2 separate regions of the Rattus norvegicus genome follow, and region 2 is linked to region 1. Evidence: chromatin contacts called from public Hi-C data. All regions are on one chromosome and are shown on one strand. Each heading gives the region's core, a stretch centred on a gene start, on an enhancer-like site or on the middle of the called end of the contact. The rest is flanking DNA. Distances are from core to core; before and after follow the strand shown.

Evidence for each region. Hi-C and Micro-C count contacts between places; a contact is called where the count stands out from the background.
Region 2: a contact with region 1 is called in a Hi-C map of liver, with 3 times the contacts expected there. The contact joins the enhancer-like site here to the promoter of Magi3 in region 1. A contact is called at or near these places in 5 of 12 Hi-C or Micro-C datasets (the A7r5 cell line, the Rat2 cell line, kidney and 2 more).

What each region holds. Positions count from the first base shown.
Region 1 is chr2:194,401,957-194,407,530 of GRCr8, forward strand. Magi3 (membrane associated guanylate kinase, WW and PDZ domain containing 3) reads right to left here and starts at 3,191. Exons shown (of 21, transcript NM_139084.3): 1 at 2,743-3,191. The coding sequence starts at 3,064.
Region 2 is chr2:194,540,336-194,545,909 of GRCr8, forward strand. No RefSeq gene overlaps it. Among named protein-coding and RNA genes, the nearest start is that of Rplp0l1, 67 kb to the right of the region's middle. Within about 2 kb of position 3,501, at least 22 of the 93 cell types and tissues checked have an H3K27ac peak or open chromatin away from gene starts, as enhancers often do. A contact at or near this core is called in the A7r5 cell line, kidney and liver, where this site is marked.

The sequences.
Region 1 (5,574 bases), core at 1,941-4,440:
AGAGTCCCCGAGCCTCTCCAGAGAGAAGAAAAGGCCAGAGTCAAGAAGTAGTGCTACAGCAACTCATTCCTCTGACACAAACTGACAGAAGACAGTATAAGACCATTCCTCATTAACAGACATCCTACAGACACAGCTACATTTTACTCTTTAGCTTCTAAATGACTCTCAAGAATACAGTTTAACAAAGAGTTACTGGTCAGGAGTGTAAATCTACTATATAATGTTTGAAATTAAAAATTTCACAAAGTTTAGAAATAATGGGAGTGGGGGCAGGGAAAGTTTCTTTCTAGACCACCTTACACTGTGTTTTCATGATTTTCTAAATGAATCCCAACTATATAGACTCCAAGATTCTCTGGAGATATACTTGTGCAATTTTTAAGCTAATTCCAAAGTTCTACAAATCACATCTTCAGGTTCTTCATTTCTAGTGTTTAAAGCTTATGTTCAACCTACAAAACCCTTGGTATTTCATTATAAATAATGCTTTAAGTAAAGCCATTTAGGAAAGCCATAAAATATACTACCTAACAAATATTTTCATTACAATTTGCTTAAAACAGTTTTAAATTTCAGATGGCACAAAATAGTGGTACCCACTACAAATTATAGATGTTGACCATATTTTACAAAGCAAGCACAACATTCAGAACTGTTTCTAATAAATTGGAGTGCAGCACTGACACCAGTTATTCCCCTTATTTTCACTAAATATTTAAAGCAGGACAGCGTCTTTGGATGACAAGGAGGCAAAATTTTATTAATACAAAAATGCTGACTATATTCTGGGGCATGGAAGATTTCGTCAATACTCTTAACTAATACTACTGTATAACCCTTTAAACCCTGAAGCATTTTCTCCAATTTCATGTGAAAGGTATGTAACATGTAAAACAGATTGGTATTTATTAAGGAGCCATCCCTCTGGTCTTTTAAATGAGCCACAGTGATTTGGAATAGAACAACTTCCTCCACAACTTTATGACTTTATTCTCTCAGAAATGCCCCCACTGATCAAAACAAAAGAGCCATGATGCACATGTTCTCCTTATTTCTGGCTCATGGGACCTCATCTAAGTCAAAGGTTCTCAACTCCCTAATGCTGTGGACCCTTTAATACAGTTCCTCGTGTTGCAGTGACCCCCCCCCCAACATAAAATTATTTCATTGCTACTTCATTACTGTAATTTTGCTACTGCAATGAATCGTAATGTAAATATCTGATATGCAAGATAGCTGATACACAACGCCCAAAGGGGTCGAGACCCACAGATTGAGAACCAATGGCCTAACCATACCTAGGATAATAAATGTCTGTATAGTGTTTTGAATGTTATAAACAGTAACCAACACGCCAAATTATAGCCCCCAAAGTCTTCCCTCCATCCTTTCAAATACGGTTAGAAGTTAAGTGTTAAAACTCTTACAATTCTCACAAACATAGAGAAAGGATGTTTACAGTTTGACAAAGTTCTAAAGATTAACAATAAGAAAAACCCACAAACATACAAATCTTAACAGTATCACAGAATAGGTTATATGACAAGTGCCTTCATTTAAGCTAGTAAGATTATGTTACATACCCACAACACATGGATACTGCATCAAACCATCAGTCGCAATTAGCTCAAGGACTACTAAAGAGACAGTCCTAAAGTGAACTGAAGACAAGAAGAGGGAGGGGGGGAGAGGGGGATGAGAAAGAGAGGGGGGAGGCAGAGAGAATATTAAAATTTCTCTAGAATTTTCTAGCATTTTGTAATGAAAGGGAAGACCAAAATCTAGCCCAGGTCACAATTTGGCAGCCCCATATGCTTAGATGTACCCTATCTATGTTCAGCAGAAACAATTTGATTTCTAGTAACAATGATGAATCACAATGCCTGTGTCTACAACCATCTCAGAAGCCAGAACCACATCCTTCCAATACCGAACGGACCAACAATGTTCTCACTTACAAATTCGTAAGAAAACTTACTACATACTACCAGCCCAGACTGTGCGCAGTCTGATCAATGCTTTCCAACTAGGGAATATGCCATAAGCGTAACGTGCTTTGCAGCACATTTTACGAGCATCAAAGACACCAGGGCACCAAAGGTTCTTTTTTTACCCAGCGCTTCAACAAATTCTGTAGATTCGAAAGCTTTACAAAGGCATTTGCTCGGCTGGGTACCTAGATCTTCCTTCCAAACCCAGACTACACAACAGTTCCACTGCCTCATACCGCACATTGTACCTCATTGGTACTCAGACACCTGAGCCACCTAGACCCAAAGAGTGGGACTGTCAGCTCCCAGACGTCTGCGGTCGTGCACGACGCACTGGGCCAGCTGAGCCCTCCCTGAAGCTTTCGTTGGTAACCTCAGCACTCGATCCAGCGCTGAGTCTCCATAGGAAAGCCTTTTCTCCCCGTTATAAGACACATACGTTCCAAAGAAAAGATACCATCATAGGACCTTTTCCACAAAGGGGGAGCAAAAAAGGGATGGCCTTCTCTAGGAAAAAAAAAAAATAGAAACTCTTGTCTGCCGTGGGAGACTGAGCTGGATTAGGAGAGCCAGCTAACTCCTAGTAGCAATTCCCTGACAGCCTACACAGCTAGCTGTCGGTTCACCGGAGCTCAGTTTTACCTGCCGCAAAATGGGAAACCCCGGCGCCGCCCCCTCCCCCCTCCTCCCCGGGGAGTCGGGACCAGGACTCGGGTCCCCAAGCCGGATCCCCCAGCCGACAGCACACCTGGCTTCACGGTCTTCAGACGGATTGGCTCGCGGAAGTGGCGGATGACAGCCAGGGTGTCCCGGTTGGTGAGCCCACTGACGGGCGTCCCGTTCACCTCCAACAGCACATCGCCAGGACTGGGCGCCTTGCCCGAGACCACGCAGCAGGTGCCTCCGCCGCCGCCAGGCTCGTCACGGAGCCGCCCCAGGTAAGGGAACTCGCCGCGCTCCGCGCCGCCGCGGATCTCAGCGCCCAAGTCGCCCGGGGGCCCGGCCCAGGACACCGCACACTCCTGCACCTTGCTGAGCCAATGCTTCTTCTTCTTCAACGTCTTCGACATCCCGACCTCCGCTGCACCATGGGGAGCCCCCGCGCGGGCGGCCGCGGTGCCGCTCCGGGCCCCGCGCACAGCCCGGCCAGAGGGGCGCCGCCGCCGACCTCCCGCCTCAGCCCGCTAGCCGCGCGCCGCCGCGAGCCGCCCCTCTCGCGGGCCGCCGAGGAGAGCCGGAGGGAGCGCGCGCCCCGCGGGCGGCGCCGACGGGGTCTCCGGGCGGGGTCAGCGCCGACGGCCGGGTCTCGGCGCCCGCGCGGCGGGAAAGGCTGAGGCAAGGGGGCGGGAGCTGAGGGAGCAGCTGGAACCGAGGCTCCGTCCGGGACGCGCGCACCGAGCTTAGTCGCCCGCTCGAGCGCGGCTGCTGCGGAGCCGGAGCGCCGAGACCAACGCCTGCCCCAGCTGCCAGGAAACTGGCGCTTTCAAACCCGCCGCAACCTCCTCCCCGCTCGGCCCCTCCCCCTCCCTCGCCGGCCCGGCCCCGCCCCCTCCCGCAGCGCAGCGCCCGGCGCGTTGCCGTCACCAGCCCTTCTCTGAAGGACTCGCCCAGCTCTGGACTCCGCGCCGTGGATTGGGTTCCGGCAGGCTGGGGGCGGGCCTTGACGGACATTCTGATTTCTGATTGGGTGGTCTGGGTAGAGGAGGCGGGCACTAGAATGACTGAAGTTTAGAGAGGGAGGAAAAAAGAAGTTTAGACTGTGAGGGAGGGAGAAAGGGGAGGGAAGAGAGAGGGTTGGTCTGGGAGCGGGCACAGGTCGCCTAGCGGGGAGAGGCCCTCCGCCCAGGGGCTGGAGCCAAGGGAAACGCAGAAAGGACCCAGGTCCCCATGGTGGGGCGTGCCCAGCTGGGCAGTGGGCGGGGCCTCGGATCTGGAGCCGGATGGCGATCCAGGGAGTGCTTTGCCTGGATCCTGGGCGTCCAGTGTCCAGCTACCTCGAGCGGTGGAGCTACTAAATGGGCCTGTTGTAGCTGAAACGGATTCGACGGGTTTGGGTTTGTTAATTGGTTCAACGAATGTTCTTGAATGAAGTGAGGAATTCGGAGTCCGGTTGAGGGTAAATATATAGTTCTGTGCTTGAATGCTGTGTGTTCTCGGGCAAGTTAGACAGCCTGTCTGAAACAAGCTGAGAATGAAGATCATTAGTTACACAAGCTACTAAACTCAAGAATGAAGAAAAGGTGATCCTGCTCTCGAGGAGATTCGTTTAAGGAAATAGGGAAGGAGATGGATTTAAAAATAACCTAGTGCCTGCAGATCTAAGTCCTGACACTGTTGGCTTGTCCTTGGCCAGCTCTCTGCTTCATGATTGTTTGTCTGTAAAGAGGTTGGAAGAAGAAGTGACTGAGAACAAAGGAGACCTCAGATCTCTCCCAGCTCTAATTTTTCAGAAACACTTAAGCTTTTTCCTCTCTTTATTGAACGTATGCTTTCTCGTCTTTGGAATGCCCTCTATTCCTAAAATTTTTTACCTCATCCAAATAACAGTCCAGTATTTCTAGGAAAGGGTTTTCTCTGAGCTGAGGCATATTGTCTCACTTTTGTGACAGGGCATTCTGACTCCCTTTAATGATAGCACTCATTTTAAACTCCAAGGAACTCTGCAGACTAGACCACGATTCAGACAGCTGCAATGATCTCCTTCACACCGTTGAATTGAAATAAAAACAGTAAATGTAGGCGGGACTCAAGAAACCATAAGGGAAGTGGAGCCCTGAAGCTGCAGGCTTGGGACCTGCCAGGCAGAGAAGGACCTTTACACCCTGAGGAAGAGATTGGCAAACAGGAAACTATAACCTTCAGTCCTTGAGCAGTCACCCAAGAGAGAAACTAAATTTCTATAATGCCACGCTCCACCCTGCTGAGGCTCCCTCTGGCCAAGTCGATTGGAAGTCGGATGGCCTTCACGCTCATGATGGCTCATGATGGCGGCAGAGGAAGCCCGGCATCTGGAACCCAATGGGGTAAATATTTATCACAGGCATCATGTGGGTCATTCAGATCAACCCACATCTGAGATTTAAAAAAAAAATTGTTTTATGAATAACTACTTAATGCTAATAAATTCCTGTATGAAAACTCGATGGCCTTCACATCTATTTTTGCTGAGACTGAGACACAGTGCTCTGCCTAAACTGTATCTGTTTGGAATGGCTTTGGCAGCCAAGAACACGACATCTGACAAATAGTGACTTAGAGCACGAGGTCATTTATTCCATCTTTAGCATAAAGCTTAAGTGTGGTAGTTTCAGGACTAGCTGTACAGGTAGATCTCTGTTTTCAATGTTTGGAGCTCTCTGTGTTTACTCTTTGCCATCATAGCCATATGAACTTTTGTCTCCAAGCCTGACACCTGTTAACTACAAGGTGGTTGTCACAGCTCCGGACATCACATCCTCAAGGGTCATTATATGAAGCAAGACAGAAGGGTAAGGGAATGTTAGTCCAAATTTTATGATGGGGAAAAATCCTACCTAGCTTGTGGCCACTGTGGTTGGAAAAATGGAGCCACAACACCTTA
Region 2 (5,574 bases), core at 2,251-4,750, 140 kb after region 1:
TGGTGTTTATAGATATTACTATTTCTATAGTGTTGTTCTCGTTACCAGGATTGGCGTGACCACCTTCCCTTTTCATTCGTCATCACACACCTTTAAACCATCCGTTGGAAGACACCTAGAGTTCGTATTATCTGAAGCACTGGCCACAGGGGGAACATTTGTAGGCCAACTAAGGTGCAGGAAGTAGTTGAGCCTCAAAATAACCTTTTTGAAAAAGGTACCTTGGTCTGTCTGGTTTGCCTAGCCCTTCAGTTTGTTAGGGAGGTCCCCGAATTCTTGTGCTGGGCAGCATTTCAAAGTACAGGTGGCCCAGAGTAGATACTGAAATCAATGTAACATGCTGTGACTAAGGACTAAAGAAGCTGTGTTTGTCTACCCTTGGACTTGTAACCTCAACACTACGGAATGTGGAGAAGGGAAGAAGGCTAGGCCTCCGAGCACTAACCTAGCATAAATGGTCAGCTCTGAGTTCAGTGAGAGATTGTGTCTCAAGGGTCTCCTTTTTCTACCCCCACCTAAGGGTTAGCAATTAAGGAAATAAATATGGAAAAGTTAGATATGGATGGTACCATATACCTGTAGTCCTAGCATTGAGAAGGCAGAGGCAAGAGGATTGCAGAATGTTTGAGGCCAGCCTGGTATAGAGAGTTCCAGTTCGCCAGAACTGCATAGCAAGAACTTATCTCAAAACATGGCAAAAAAAGGAGGGAGGGGAAGCTAGAGAGGTGCTTCAGTAGCAAAGTGCTTGCCGAGAACGTGACTCCAAGTGCTGACAGAGAGAGCTGGGAGTGTACCTCACGTCTGTAATTCCAGTGTTGGGGATATGGAGACAAGAAGATTCTCTGGGGTTCGCTGAGCAGCTAACCTCCCTATAGTTGTAGAGCTCCACGCCAGTGCAAGACCCTGTCTCAGAAAGCAAGATAGATGGCTCCTGAGAAACCCCCCCATGAGGTTGCCCTCTGGCTTACACACACACACACACACACACACACACACACACACACGCAAACACACACACGCAAACACACACACAGACACACACACAAGCACACAGACACACACAGACACACACACAGACACACACTCACATGCGCGCACACACATGCAAACACACAGACACACACACACAGAGACACAGACTCACACACACATGCAGACACACACAGACACACACTCACACGCACACCTGTGTAGTATGTGATCCACATCGGAATACACACCTGCACACACAAAAGATAACCAAACAAATCCGGCCATCCCTGAAACCCTGCAGCAGGTGACAGCAGGGGAGACATGACTCAGTGTCAGAGCTGAGGGAGCAGGGCAGTGGGTGAGGGGCTGGGAGGTCAGAGGGTGATGCACTCAGCCCTGGACAAGTTGCAAAGGATTCATCTGGTGTCCCAAGGAAGTGTATGACCACTAAGGCTCAGTAAAGCCCAAAGAGCTGGTTCAGGGAGTGGCAGCAAGGGGCTACTTAAATTTGAAGCCTTTTGATCAACCTCTCCACACTGCCCAGGGTTCTCCAGCCCTCAGGCCAGGGTTGGGTGTCTTGACCCATTCCTAATGTGCTTCAAATCCTACCCTCTGAAGCTTTCCCAGCTCCCCACCTCCTCGGGGACTCTGGGATCTATTTGTGGTCACAGGCCTTTTTATGCTGCCCCCACCAGTTTGTGAATTTCTCTCCCTTCTTGGAGTATCACCTTTATCTACCAGTCCCCCATCCCCCAGCAGTCACCTCCTACCAGTAGACACCCGGGACATGTGTGTGCGTGCATGCGTGCGTGCGTGCGCGTGTGTGTGTGTGTGTGTCTGTCTAGGGCTCTCCTAAAGAGAATCCTCTACAAGTAACTGCTGCACAGGAAAGATAAACTCCCAAGCAGTACTCTAGCTACACTCTCACTGCCTACCTGAGTGGCGCATACACTCCCCACCCCACCCCTAACCCTCCCCCCCCCATGCTGGGAAAGAACCCAGAGCCTTGTACATGCTAGCCGTGCCACCTCCGTACTATGCCACGATCCCAGACCCTGGGGGGTGGGGAGGGTCGTTGTTGTTGTTGTTGTTGTTGTTGTTGTTGTTGTAATTAAGCAAATAGGTAGAAATAATGAACACTCTCCTAGGACCAAATCTTTGTGGAAGTCTGAGCCATGAAGGGCCTAGGGAGTAAGGTGAAGACATAGTATTAAGTCAGAAGCCTCAGTGGCTGCCCAGAGCTCCTGGTGGGCGGGGCTGCCTCTGTGCTGCAGAACGTGTTGTGGCTGTTCCCTCAACTTTTATTGCCCTGGCTGTGCGTGGGCTGTGAGAACCCTGCTCCTGTCCCCAGGGCACCTTAAAGGATCTTCAGTACCTCAACTCTCAAGTTCAAAGGTGGGAATACACAAGGTGTGTCTGAGGTGTGGGAAAAAGAGCAGAGTCAGGAAAGGAGTGGGGGAAAGGGTTGCCCAGGGCCAGGAAGGAAAGAACGGAAAGGGAGGGAGGAGAGGGAACTAGGGGAATAGTTTATCTGAGGTACAGAGGAACCGTGCCAGAGGTGGGGGTGGGGCATGTGCAAAATCCCTTGCCCCTATAATCACATGCAAATCTATAAAGAAGGCCAGGGGCTTCTATCAGAGTCTCGGAAACACGGTGGCCGCGAGCAGCAAGTCGACAGACACTGTGCTAGCAAGCAGCTTGTGCACAGGTTTTGGAGAGCTCGGTCTGGCAACGGTGTGCATACTAGAATGGAGTCTCACTAGTTCTGCTGGTGGAAAACATGTTCCATGGCAAGATAATGTGTAAATATTTGAAATCTGACATGTGGGTGTTTAATAAGATTGTCTGCCTCTCTGTGGAGGAGTTAAAAATGTTTACTTCTAATAGAGGCGGGCCCTGAGTTCATACAGAAGCCTGAGAGTTCAGGAAAGTACCCACTAGCTGCGTGGCCTCCTTTGCTGACTGCCCCACAGTTGGCTTTGACTCTGCCGGAGGCTCTCAGCTCTCTGATCTGCCTTTTCTCTCATTCCAGGTTGGCTGGGTGCTGGTCATCGATTTACTCATTCCACAAATATTTTCTTGAATGCTGACTACTGTGCCAGGGTGTGAGTCAAACCCAGCCTTGACCTCAAATAAACCACAGGCAGCAAGGGAGAGAGATGGGGAATCAGGCGATGGGAGCGTGGGCTAAGAGCATCAGTGTGGGGGTAGAGGGACAGCCCATACGCTGCACCAGTGGAGGGGAAGCAATCAAAGTAGCCCACGTGTTTCTGAGCCCAGATGCCCCCTAGCCTCTTTGAGCCTAAATCCTCTCAGTCATGGAAATGAGTCTTACATTAGGCGACTACAGGACTAAGGACCAACCACTATCTGCTCCTTTTCCTTTTCATTCTAAGCTCCAGGACACATAACAGAGAAAAGAGCTAGCCTAAAGAGGTGGGTTTGAAAACATAGGACATGGGAGACAGTCCCATGGGTAAGAGCACTTGTTGCTCTTGCAGAGGACTCTGGTTTGCATCCCAGCTCCCACATGGTGACTCACAACCATCTGTAACTTCAGTTCCCGGAGATCCAACACTCTCTTCTGACCTTGGCAGGATCCAGAATCACACATGGCACACACACATGCAGGCAGGCAAGACACACACATGTAAAGTAAGTTTAAAAAGAAAAACAAAAAATTACATTTGTCGTATTTGCCAGGGACGTTTCTCTGAACCAGCCGCCTGACAGATAACTCTTCTGGTCTCATTTTAGCTGACATCTGTGCCTAGGTCTCCAGGGAAGAGTCCCTGGGTAGGAGTTCCCATTGCTGTCACGTATCAATGAAAGAGTGGGTACCCACCCTCTCTGTCTGAATTTAATACCCGACTCTTGAACACCTTGGCTGCTGAAAGGGTGCATGGGTCAGAGTCATCCTGATACTTAGGGAGAAGTAAGGAGGAATGGGCATCAAAGGAAATGGCTATGGTGGCTCACACCTAATGTTAGCACTCCGGAGGCTGAGGCAGTAGGATTGTTGTGACTTCAAGAGCAGCCTGGGTTATAACAATGAGTTCCAGCCCTGTCTCACAAAAGAAAAAAGTACAGAGATAGATGGTGGGCGGTAGGATATAGGTGGGGTGGAGGTAGTGAGTGGGTGGTGGGGTGTAGCTGGTGGGTGCTAGGGTGTAGGTTGGGGCTCATATGGTTGTAAAATCTAAAACCTGCAGGGTAGGGGGCATACTGGGAAGAGTTTGGTGTTCTGGCCATAGACTGTCCTTGGACTCACTTCCACTACTTGGATGATGCCCACTTCCATTACAGAGAGAAAACTGCTTTAGGCAAACCTCCACTGGTTTTCATGAATCCTGCCCTTAATATACCCTCTCAAAAAAATCTAGAATAAAAAATCAAACAGCTGCATATTGTGACCTAAGTAAGTTGACACATACAATTACCTGCCCCAGGGCTGGCCATCTGAACTGTTCCTCATCATTGAGAGAGGCTAAGAGAAGGAAGACAAGCATTCCACACACCAGGAATGAGGAGGTAGCCTCTCCTCCCCACTTAAAACCCCACCTAAGGAAGTGGCCCTTCCTTTCCTTTCTTCTTGCGCTAGGTGTTAAGTGGACATAGTAGAGCGTATTACTGACCTGGGATCTTCCTCTCCTGTGACCTCTGGGGTGGCTTGCCCTGTTGCATACTTGATGTTACCATTTACAAGATAATTTGGCACACTCCATAGCCCAATGACCTGGCATTAAAAAGATACTCTTCTGTGTCTTAGATCTGCCTTCTTTCTGTCTACAGGTCCTGGGTAATGGAGTCATGAACCTTAAATTAACACAGTGTATGCTGGGCCTGTGGGTTTTCCTCTTTTAATAATGCTTAACAGCTTTCAAAAACTTCTAGTGTTTTCTGGGAGATTAGACGTGAAAGACGCTATGGGATTACCTGTTCTGCACTTCCGGTTGGTGGGTTGCCAGAAGTCCAACAGCACCAAGAGGACCAGTTCTGACATGCAGGAGAACGACAGCTCCATCTCCATCCCTTCCTCCTGTGGGATCCAACCTCGGCCCATCTCTCAGGTCCACACAGGTTGGGAAGGAAGCCTTTGCTCTCCTGACATTTATAAGGTGGTACTAGAGGGGAGTGGAACAGGTGGGATCCTTAAAGACAGGAACTCGGGGCTGGAGAGATGGCTCAGCTGCTAGGCACATCTACTGTTCTTCTGGGGAACCTGAGATCAGTTTCCAGCACCCGCATTAGAGGCTCACAAATGCCTGCCATTTCTGCTCCAGGCCTGAGACCCTTTTTTCTTGCCTTCATGGACATAAACACAGAGACACACACACACATACATATGCATGATTAAAACAAAATAAATCTTAGAAATAAAATCAGAAACTTTTTTTTTAATTCCCCATCACTTACATCCTGCTGGAACACTGTAGGTACTGGGGAGCACTGTTGGCTGACCAGGAGATTGGAGAGCACCCGCTGAGATGTCCCATGAGAGATTGTTTCAGAGCGCGCATGGGCGCACGCACGTTAGTACAGACACACACACACACACACACACACACACACACACACACACACACACACACAGTGACAAGA